2 separate regions of the Triticum aestivum genome follow, and region 1 is linked to region 2. A link is a contact called in public Hi-C data. All regions are on one chromosome and are shown on one strand. The core of a region is the stretch at or near the end of the contact, and the rest is flanking DNA. Distances in the headings are between cores, read along the strand shown. Region 1 holds the start of LOC123052723. Region 2 holds the start of LOC123052719 (extensin).

Region 1 (5,703 bases), core at 2,495-4,994, 520 kb after region 2:
CCCTGACCTAAGAGGACATACAACCTATGACAGCGTGATTTCTCCTTAGAAAATCATGGCAATTTTGCCATGACAAGAAAGTTGGGACATGGCAAAAATGTTGAAAACATGGCAAAATCAACAATACTAACAATTTGTTGTTCTCCTAAAAAGACATGGCAAAATTGCCATGGATAATCAATCAACACAGGGCAACAATTTTCCTACGTTTTCAACCAAATCAATGAGCTTGTGAATTCAAACCGTTTCATTCTACGTATGAATCATCAACACAGCTAGGTAATTCATCAGAAAAACACTGCTGTAATTAGTTACTGAACTGATTCAAAGTTCAGATCAAGGGACGAACCGAGTGGCAACAGGGGGAGGAGGGCGTAGCGTGCGTCGGTGGAGGCTGCGGAGCAACTCGTCGACAGTGGCCACCGCCTCTCCTGTCCCGGACAGCAACGGGGGACGGCGCCCCTCTCCCTGAAGCCCGCCACCGCCCCGCGGAGTTCCTAACCCGGACAAATGAGCCATGGCGGCGGCTGCTATTGCGGCCACCACCTCTCCACCTCGTGCGCCGACGCTCCTGTCCCGAACGGCGCCGGAGGACGCGGACGGCGCCCCTCTCTCTCAAGCCCGCCACCGCCCCGCAAAGGAGCTCTTGACCCGGATGGCGCCGGCGGCTGGATATCCGCACGAAGGAGCCATGGCGGCGGCGGCTGGGATGAGGAGGTGCGGCCCCCACCTCTCCACCTCATGCGCCGCCGATGCCGTCATTGAGGTCGAGGAGGCGCCATTAGGGTAGTGCACGCGGGGGCATGGAGCTTGCGCGGCGGCGGGGTAGCTCGGCGGCGACGGGAAGAGCGGCGTGCCGCCTGGAGCTCAACCATACAGGGAGTCGCGATATGGCCGGCGGCGCGTATCGAGCTCCCTGAGGTGCTGACGCCGCCGAGTTCCCCCTCTTCATGCCGCGGCACCGCCCAGCTCCACGCCGCCTCTCTCGTCTCTCCGCCGCGGCCCCCCAACCTCCGCCTTGCAAACTGCCATCACCTCGCCATGGAATCGCTGGGAGACACCGGATTTGAGAGAGGGGGAGATATAAATGGGGAGGGAGGAAGACGAGAGAGGAAGCGAGGTGGATAAGGTTGGGGTAGCTCGGGTCATCCGGTGTAACACGATTTTGGAACGCACGACAGCAACGGATTACGTGGCGCTGGCTTTGTTTCAAACTTCGTGCTATTTGATCCAATGGTTATTAGGGCGTTTGGACCAATTGTCTTCGTGCCACACGTGTGGGCATTACCATTTAGGTAAGCTGGAGCTTTAGGTACTACTTCAAGAAATATAGTCCAATAGGACCACGGAGGTGTGTCCCAGTAGAGTGAAAAAATATCCTCTACCTTATGCCCTATGTGTTAGTTATTTATATAGGGATCTCTGATTCAGACCCTAGATTGCATAGATGCTGTTAGTATGATTCAGTAGGAAAGTCTGCAGTGATTTGAAAAGCTACTCTTGATAACCATGTAGTATCTCATCATGCTCTTCCTTCAAAGGGATAACAGTGCCTTTCACAGTATATTCTCCTGGATAGTTCTGTCCTAGTTCTAACATTGGAATATGGTAGATTGACCTCTGAATCAAATTAAGGTTTCTAGACCCTTTCGCATTGTTACGCCATCATCCATCTGTATGCTAAATATTCCAAGTGAAACCATTCAGTAATTATTCTTATATATGTTGCCATGTTGCTACAAGTTCGTAATTTGATGAAATCACGCCACTGTTCCATTAGTTACTACCTAAGAGATTGTTGCTTTCTTTATTTTCTACCATCTGAACCTGACTAAGAGAAATAGTTATTTTCGAAGTTGATAGCATGTTACATTAATCATTTACACTATTTGACTCATGGAGAGAATATGATCCTGTTATTCACCTGAATATCATTCCTACCAGCTGATTTTAGGACATATTCAATCATCATGGCTGATTTCCTTTCCCCTTAGCAGTTGCTTAGAGAACAACTGAACAAGACTGACTTCATTTGATGCATTATATACATATATACATACCTCTAAAACCAAGCATGTTGAGACTTTTTAAATATACACAAGAAAATGCATTGTGGGCATTGCAGTGTCTAGCTCAGAAAGTGTCATGGCGGCAACTTTTGCCGAAGATAAACCAACAATTTAGTAGTAAAGGAACCATCCTTTGTCCTTATGCATGGAAGAAAAAGATCATCTAATCGGTAAAACCAAACAAAGAGGATTCATCAATTATATAAGAAACTACATAGCTGCCTACGAGCAATGCGAGGCGTGCCGCCGCACATAGCATGGCCAGTAAGACCCTATTTATGGACTCTATACGTGCCAACTACAAGCATGGCTGGCAATAGTAACCACATCAATTAAGCCATAACCGAACCTGATCTAAGGACATGTATCAATGTTACATTCCGCTATCAATTGAGATCTTTGAACAGACTATAATAAAACAACCTCACAATCATGCAAAAATACAATGAGAAATTAAATTAAGCATCAAATATATCCCTGCAAGACACAGATAATACTAGCAAGTGGATACAGGGAATAAACAGTACGGCATCTTGATTCCCAAACATATCAGGATCCAATAGTCTTATGAGATTGTCCCTACCCGTCCACCATTTAGAGGCACCTACACCCCCAGAGCATCAAGCTGACACCACATATTGGGTTACTAAATGAGCGAACATATTAAGGCATTGACTTTTTTTTCGTATTAGCAGAACAATTTTCCAATATTGTTCATTCAACAGTGACATTCCAATTTGATCCAAAAAATCATTTAAACTGGTTTCCAGATGAAATCCATTAAATATCCATATTCATACAACAAAATAACAAATCGACCAGCTAAAACACAAACAACTACTGCGTTCATTTACGTAATGGTCAACATAAATTAGAAAATTATATATGCATAAAACGGTACTTCCTCGGTTCCAAATTATAGCCTAACAAAACGTCTTATAATTTGGGACGGAGGTAGTACATAGTTCAAGGATCAAGCAGGAAAATAAAAAATAATAACAAGAAATCGATAATTAGTAGGAAACACAGAGTAGATAGAATAGGCAAAAAATTGCAGCATAGATCGCGTTAAATGAAAGACTCAACAGAAACAGCATGAGCAAAACACAAGACAGAAAGAAAGATCTAGCATCCGTGACGAAATTAGGTGGGGGAAAACGCGTTGCAAGGAAGCCTCCAAAGGAGAGGACACGGAGAGGGCGCACCTTCTTGATGACGAGTGGGCCCAGGAAAACGACGGCGGCCGCGGCGGCGCCGGCGAGGAAGATCCCGAGTACGGCGACCTTCGCCCACCAACGGATCGCGCGGCATCGCAGCAGTCTTGGGCACTCCCCCTCCTCCTTTACCGCCTCCTTGATAGCGTCCACATCCTCCGGGATCCTCATGTACTCTCCGCGTCCGCATCCGGCACCGCCACTGGCGGCCCCCGACATTCCCATGGGCCGGACGCGATCAAGCGAGCATGCCCAAGGGGACACCCCCCCGGATTTATTGGGTGCCTAATTGGTCCGCGCAAAGCCAAATCTGGCTCGAGCTGGGCGGATTTCCGGGGTGCTATGTGCGATTGAGGAGCGCTAGGGTTTGGTTTCAGGGAGGGGGAGGAATTTATGAGGAGTAGGAGGGAGGCAACGGCATTGGAGCGGACTCGGTTCTGGTGGGCACTGGAGGCAGGGGAAACCGGAATATTTTTATTTATTTTTTAAATTGGAAACCGGAATAATTGTGTGGGTATTTTGACAGCCTCCCCTTACCCATTGTACTAGAAGATACCCGGCGCGTTGCTGCGGACACACATGTTAAACTGTAAGCTTCAATAAACATCTGAGTCAGTAAGAATACATGTTGTGAAAACACATTTTAAATTGTAAGATCCACTAAACATCTGACCCGATGAGAGCATATGAAAAAAAGCAATTACATCTTTATTTATTTATTAATACTACATGGAGATTCAGACATCAGGGATACACATACATGAAACTGGCTACTGGTGTATGTATGCACCGACAAATTGTTTATAAATCTGAATTACACCAGCTATAATTCTCAATATACAATATATACGCTAAGAAAAATAATTAATTAGTTAATCTAGAGGGCTGTTGCCTTCGATATATTTTGTTCGAAACAATACGCCGGGAAGCAAGGAAATCACTCAAGAAATTCGTAAAGATTGTTAATTGGGTTTCCAATAATAAGAAATTTGATTACACATTGCAAAGAATAAAAGAGATCCAGAAATATTAACTGTTAATGGTATAGCCTTGGATGCAACTGTATATGGGAACAACCAAAAAAGGTAAATGACACTAATATAGTAGCTAGCGGAAGAAAATATAGCTTTTAAGATATTGTGCATTTTTCATCTGTCAGTGAACATCCATGCAAAAATAAAATAAAATAGAAAGTGAATATGCGCTTACCAATAGAAGATGCCTTGTCTAACGGGCTATATTAAAAGTTGAGTAAAGAACGCCAGCAAGAAGTGTATTAGCATAGCAACCACTTCATCTATGCAATTGTCCTTCCGCTGCATCATCACAAAGGAGTGTGTTAGCATAACAGTCAGAATTAATACAGTCAACAAAGGGTGCACATGAAAACTACAGGAGAAGATCGGCATTCATTGAAAAACATGAAGAAACAAAAACTCTTAGTCCCCTTGCTAGAGAAAAGGAGAATAAGATGGGATTACCATGGACTAACCAAACTATGCCAGGTCACTCAGATCTACCAATTTGTGTTGAACGCCGACAAAAAATACAGAGAAGGAGAGATAGTGGAGGTCAAAACGGAGAGATGTTGCATGTGAAAGAAATCAGAAGGAGAATACAGAGGAGGAAAGCGACTGCAGCTGTAACACCCCGGATGTAACTTTCCATAGTTGTAACTCCAACTCTTGCCATTTTCGGCTATGTGTTATGATATTCCCTCTGTGGTTGGGTTTTGTTTTTTGTTTTGCATTTTGTTCATGTCATGTATCTCATATCATGTCATCATGCGCATCTCTTTTGCATATGTGTTCGTCTCATGCATCCGAGCATTTTCCCCGTTGTCCGTTTTACAATCCGGCACTCCCACATGCACCGGCGCACCCATCTTGTTTCTTTCCGTGAGCGGGTGTTAAACGTTCTCGGAATGGACCGAGGTTTACCAAGTGGCCTTGGTACACCAGCGGTAGACCACCTGTCAAGTTTCGTTCCATTTGGAGGTCGTTTAATGCTCCAACGGTTAACCGGGTAACCGCAAAGTCCTTTTGTGTGTTGCAGCAAAAAACCCCTCCAAACAGCTCAATAACCCATCTAAGTCATCTCCATGCTCTCGGTCGTTCGATCACGATCGTGTGGGCGAAAACCGCACTCCATTTGGAGTCTCTTAGCTCCCTCTAGCTATAAATAGGTGATCCCCAAAAAAATTTCGCAGATCAAACCCTAGTCTTCTTCCATCCCGCGCCGCCGGACACGTCCGGTCCGGCCGGACGCTTCCCCGCCGCCGCGCCCGTCAAATAGGACGCCGCCACGTCACCGCCGCCGGCAGCCCTCTCTCCTCCGCCGCCCGGGCCCGCGGGGCCCGTACGCCGCCGCCCGCGCCTGGGAGCGCCCCGTCGCCCGGGCCCCGGCTCTCCCTCCGCCGC
Region 2 (6,045 bases), core at 525-3,024:
GGAATCGTACCAAATCGATCTGTTGATTTCGTCGTCTTCATCCTCGACGAGGGGCCAACAGTTGCAGCAGTCTTCTCACTTGATTCCATCTGTGGCAGGGAGAAGCTACAGTCAGACCGGGTTGAAACTGGTCGGCGCTGCCGCCGGGGCGGGGGAGAAGCTCCGCTGCCGCCGTCGCTCACTCGCGCGAGGCAGGGAGAAGCTACAGTCAGACCAGGGCGAAACTGGTCGGCGCTGCCGCCGGGGCGGGGAGAAGCTCGGCTGCCGCCGTCGCTCGCTTGCGTGAGGCGAGGAGTAGCTACAGGTTAACCGGGGCGAAACCGCCACCTCCGTCGCCCGCTCCCTCGCTCCGGCTACCGCCGTCGCTCGCTCACGGGCGTCGTCTCTTACCTGTAGCTACCGGTGGTCGGTCGTGTGGTTGGTTGATCGAGATCAGTCAACGATTTTGATTTGTAGCTTCCTATATATATACATATATATGGAAAATCCATCCTAGTTAACCCACATGTCTCATATACTATAATGGAATAGTATATATACTACTTTATCTAAATATGTTCATACAATATATTTAAAATATTTTAAAGCAAGTTTCATGAAAAAAATCATATGAGCCCATAGTTTTGTTATATTCGCGAAATACGTACCAAAAAATATGTACTCAAAATATGGCACATACTAACTAAAAAATAATATATGTACTACATAAACATTATTATATACTACATACTGCACGGGCGTCGTCTCTTACCTGTAGTTGCCGGTGCTTGGTCGTGTGGTTGGTGGATCGAGATCAGTCAACGATTTTGATTTGTAGCTTCCTAATACAGGGGTTCCTAAATACGCTTATTTACGAACTCTAGAGAGGTTTCTAAATAGTCCCGCCCCGGTGGTAGTTAACCTATATATATAGGGAAAATTCATCCTACCACCTGGTGGTAGTTACCCTACATATCTCATATATACTACCATGTGATACTATATATACTATTTATTATTTTAGATATGTTTATATATTATATATATATATGGGACTGGGCTATTCTGTTACTACTAACAGAATATTACTCTGTTACCCCTGTTACTAGTAACAGAATAGCCCAGTCCCATATATATATTCGTCACCCTGGGTGATGAATAGTTATTCTTCACCCACCTTTATTTTATCATCTATGCACCGTAATTTTACGTTTCGTAAATTTTGTCTTATTTTAGACATAAAAAGAGAACGGAAGAAAACCTACATTCATCGTAATGTTTTTTTTATGTTATGTAAAATTACAAATGTAAAAATATAGTGTAAAATGTACATAAAATACAATTTTTGACCTATATTTTTTTTGTTATGCCAAATTTTATGCAGTAAATCAATATGAATGTAACTATTTGTATTTCAAATGTAATTTTTATGAAATGATCATAAGATTACCAGGATGAAGAATAACTTATTCTGCACCCTGGGTGATGAAATGATCAATATGAATGGCGGGCTGGGTGATATATATATATGGACTGGGCTATTCTGTTACTAGTAACAAAATATTACTCTATTACCCCTGGACACTATAAGGCCTTATACAATGGGAGGTGCTTAGGATAGATGCTTAGAAAAATAAACCAAGATTTTTTTAAGCACCGGTGCTTATTTATAAAAAATAGACGCTTAACTAAGCGTCTCTTCTATAGAAATAGGCACAGAGAAACCCGATTTATTTTTCTGAGCACATCGCCTCAGCATCTCCCGTTGTATGAGACCTAAGGACCTGATCTCTAGTTTCCGGATCGGTGGCACGTGAAGAAGCACCCATCCCGCCGGATGACCCACTCCCGACCCCCGCCCCAATCTCACCTTCTCTGGCTAGATCCCGGCGGCGCCCCGGCCCCCACCTTTTCCCTTGCTGAATCCCGATGCCGCCCAGCCCGCCACCTTATCCCCTGCTGGATCCCGGTGCCGCTCCGCCCCCACCCTCTTCCTGGCTAGAGCTCGGCATCGCCCCGCCCGCCACCTTCTCCCCGGCTGGAGCCCGGCGCCGTCCCGCCCCCCACCTTCTCCCCGGCTGGCTCATGGCGCCGCCCCGACCCCCACCTTCTTCCCGTCTGGCACCTGGCGCCGCCCCCTGCTTCCACCCGCCATCGCCACCACCACCTGCTTCCACGGTTCCACCCGCCACCGTCCGCCCCCTGCTTCCAGCCACCGCTGCCCCTCCGCCTTCTTTCGCTGGTGGACCAACCTCGCTGCCGTGCTACACGGTCAAGGTCGCGCGGGAGACGTCGTCCCTAGCCCAGCCGATGTGGCCCGGCACCCTGACCACCGCCATGCCCCTGCGCCTTGACTATCGCCGATGTCCAACGCCACGGTGCCTCCCATGGCGGCCGTTCACTGCCGCCACCCTGGGCCGTTCAACAACACAGCGCCGAGCCGTTAAACGCCGCAGCTCTACCACCATTCGCAACTCCGACTTTCATGGTGTGTTTCTGGAGGTTCAGTTTTTTCAGTGTATGTTTTGTACGCTTTTCAGTTCACCTACTTAACGAATGCATGTCCAGTTTCCTCTCTATTTCCCCATGTCAATTGCTGAAATATTGCTGGCCGGTATGTTTACTTATTACCATAAACCTTTATGCATCACTTTCAAGCCCTCAGACCATTTTATTTCTCTGGCATAATTTCCTTAACGAATGTCGGCCAGTATGCTTTTCTAGAGGTTCAGTTGCTATTTGCTGATCGCTGCATATTTGCATAAAAGCTCTGAAAAAGTTCGGTCAGAATCCCCTAGATGGTTCGAACGCCAGACCCTGGTACGTTCACCTTGACAAAACCTCATCTTATTCCTATTTTTTGCAGGTTGCAGCAAGAACAAGATGCCAAAGTAAAAGTCTCCAAAAAAGCCTAATCTTTGCATCTTTCGGTACTCACTCAAGTGAAGTCTCGATTTCTTCTAAATCTGAAGTTCAAGTTCTCTGAAACATTTGGCAATAGTTCGGCGAAAAGGTTTACCTCAGTACAAAAGTAAGGGTACCTTCTGTGTCTTCTTCTGAACCTACGTTTTCTGAACCAAATGTATCTGCATTTTAGCTCCGTATGTGAAATATCCTTAGGAATATACAACAATAGTATAGTTCAATGTCCTTTGAGGAATCTAAAAATCTTTCAACAATGTTACCCAAATAAATAACGACAATGACTAAACTGGAGGATTTACAGTAGTTACGAGCAGTTGATGCAGGGCGGCTCGAGATCCTTACTCCATCTCGTGGTGTGCAGTTTTGTAATTGTGTGCTTCAAGAGTTAATTTAATAACAATTGTATTCAAAAACTTTGTTTCTTTACCCAACCAAATTCTGAACATGTTTCTACTTTCTGCAGGTCCTTGTTGGGATGAGAGGGATGACTAGAATGCTCTGGGAAATATCTTTACTTGACCCAGAGGCGGTATGCTTTTATTGATCTCCTTTGTAGTGCTATGGGTGCTGTAATAAGAGCAAATTACATATTAACTTGTATATCTAGGAATACTGTGTGGACTAGAAAATGTATTATTTTAGTATCTTGAGATCTTCAGTCAAGTTTGTGTGCCCAAGCTGAGCTTAATTTGTCCATGTACAGTAATAATTAGTGTGTTAGTTGTGCATTGCAGAGTTTTGATAGAATTGGTACTTAGTTTGGTTTGCGATATTTAAACTTATCCATCACTGTATATCTATGTTGATGCTTGTAATTTAACTTTGTGTTCCTGGGATTCGTTTTAGAGGTCTCTATTCCAGAGTGCGAGAGGGATTGGTGTTAAATGTCAAACTTATGTTTGCGTGTGCAGTTGTACTTGGTAAGATGTATACTGCACATCAGTGTAGTAAGAGAAATAAAAAAAATTGCAGCTAATTATTTAGATGTTAGATTGTCTAGTGGTTTTTTTCCACAGATATTGCAAAAAAAGATCTCACTTTCTTTTGCACTTAGTTCATGTGATCAATTGTGATAAGTTCGGAGAAGTTTATAATACCTCCAAAGGACTGAGAATTTTGTTCTTGCGTCAAGTGTCACTACATCTGTTTTCATAGATTATGTTCAGCACAGTGCGTTCCTTCTGTGTTTGGCACAAGTCGATGCTCACCCTGTATTGTCCTATTTCTTCCTGCTCACAGCATGTATTGCATCTTATTTGCCAGTGACAACAATTTTTACACATGTAACAACCCCACATTTTTTATATGACACAACACTTTGGGTTGGCTAAATTTAGGTGAATGCTCTCTTCTGACTTCAACCATAACTAAGAATCTTGCTAATAGGTTGTATTTCGAATCGAGAGTGCTGATGATTGCCAGTGTTGCTGCTTGTACTCACCCCTGGTCACGTCTCTGGCTTACTGATTCATTTCGCCCCTGTTCAGTTAGAGTTATCTGTATCTATAATGAACAGTCGCCACCAAATAATTAGTGGACTGACCAACCAATATTGTTTCTGGGTATTGATATTGTCTCTCGGTTGTCTATGAGTGATGCTACCAAAGAATCTGGCGACACTTAGACCGCAGTCTGTTGCACCACCACCACCACCATCGTAAAATTGGGTGCAGTCTAGCCTTTTATTCTTATGCTTGTGAGAACTTGTTCAGTTTGCATGGGAAAACATATTCTATTCCTGTTGCTCTCAAGTTGTTTGTTGACATGCCTATAAGAACTGACATTGTGCAATTTTCTCTGAACATATTCATAGTTTAACCAATTCAGTGCAAGTTTTGATTCTGAAAACTGACATTGTGCATCATGTACTGATCCATTTTCAACTGTGGATGTGTTTAAAAAAACTGATGTTCAGCATGTACTGAAAATGCCTTTAAAACGAAGAGTAAATAGCATCAGTGAGTTCTAGTACCTATATTGCAAAAGTTCATTGACAAAAAAATATCAGTACAGTATGGTGCTTCGGTTAGAAGATCACTGATGCCATTCGCTTCATACTTTCTCTGTTGTTTCAACTTTTATAACCTTTTCGTCTGTAAATTCCGCATCTTTTCTTGTTTACAGATTACAGACTATACACATGATACTTTTACTGGGACCAGAGTATTACTTACAGGCAAGTTCAAAATAAAACCCGGCACTCCTCATTCTGTGAATGTGTGTGTCATGACATCTTGTCTCTGTGTTGCATCATGTAGGATCCAAAAGGTGAAAAGATCCCTGCAGATCTCTGCAATCTCTCAAGTTTATTTCATTTTGATTCGTCCAGGAAGTAGGACAAGCGACCGCGAACCTCATCCACCCCAACGGAATATTATCCGTGAATCCAAGAACACCCATCGATCCCTCTCTTTCTCTCTCACCTTCTCCCACGCGTGCGCCGCCCCACCCCGTGTCTCTATCCCTTCACCCTCTGCTTCTTCCACGCGTAGCACCAAACCCACCGCCTCGTGCTCTTCCTCCACCTCCACTTTTCTGGAGCACCAAAGTCACACGCGAGGGCCCACCATCCTCACAGAGATGGATCTCAACGGAGCGGATCTAGCCTCCCTGTCGCCTCCTCCACCGGGAGCGACGACATCCTCCACCAAGATCTGCGTGGGGAGGCTGATGTTCTCGACGGGCAGGAGCACTCGCCGACGTGCTCCATCTCCTTGTTTGCCACCTCCGTCGAGAGCCGCGTGATTGTCGCCTTCGAGAGCGCGGCTGCAGCCCATCCATGGTGTGCATCCAGAGCCTTGCGACGACATCACCAAGTCGGCGAGCATTGGATCCACACCTCCGGTGAGCAGTGTCTCCCCTTCCCGTAGTCTGACAAGACACCATGGACGCCCCCGTCATAGTCCTTGTGGGCCGGTGGATGAGGCAGCTAGCCCAAGGCGAGCTAGACGATGCGTGCACGCCGAGCGACCACAACAGCGGCTGCTCGTTCAGGTCAACCACCACGCGTGCAGGCCACCATGGTGTCCGTCGCGACCGTTGATGGCCTTCGGGCCTGATCTGCAGATCGGCGGGATACGGCATGGTGGGTAGGAGGTGAGCTGGCCGTGGTGGGGAGGAGGAGCAGTTATGGCGGGAGAG

What was found. Hi-C and Micro-C count contacts between places; a contact is called where the count stands out from the background.
Region 1: a Hi-C map of leaf shows a contact between it and region 2, with 2.7 times the contacts expected there. The contact joins the promoter of LOC123052723 here to the promoter of LOC123052719 in region 2. A contact is called at or near these places in 2 of 5 Hi-C or Micro-C datasets (both in leaf).

What each region holds. Positions count from the first base shown.
Region 1 is chr2D:259,980,197-259,985,899 of IWGSC CS RefSeq v2.1, forward strand. It overlaps LOC123052723, which reads right to left and starts at 3,745. Exons shown (of 4, transcript XM_044476045.1): 1 at 3,275-3,745. The coding sequence starts at 3,508.
Region 2 is chr2D:259,461,501-259,467,545 of IWGSC CS RefSeq v2.1, forward strand. It overlaps LOC123052719 (extensin), which reads left to right and starts at 1,775. Exons shown (of 3, transcript XM_044476041.1): 1 at 1,775-2,497; 2 at 2,846-3,010; 3 at 3,368-3,698. The coding sequence starts at 1,909. The coding sequence ends at 2,874. It overlaps LOC123052718 (protein FAR1-RELATED SEQUENCE 5), which reads right to left and starts at 430. Exons shown (of 8, transcript XM_044476040.1): 1 at 1-430. It overlaps LOC123052720 (a long non-coding RNA gene), which reads left to right and starts at 5,163. Exons shown (of 2, transcript XR_006425001.1): 1 at 5,163-6,045.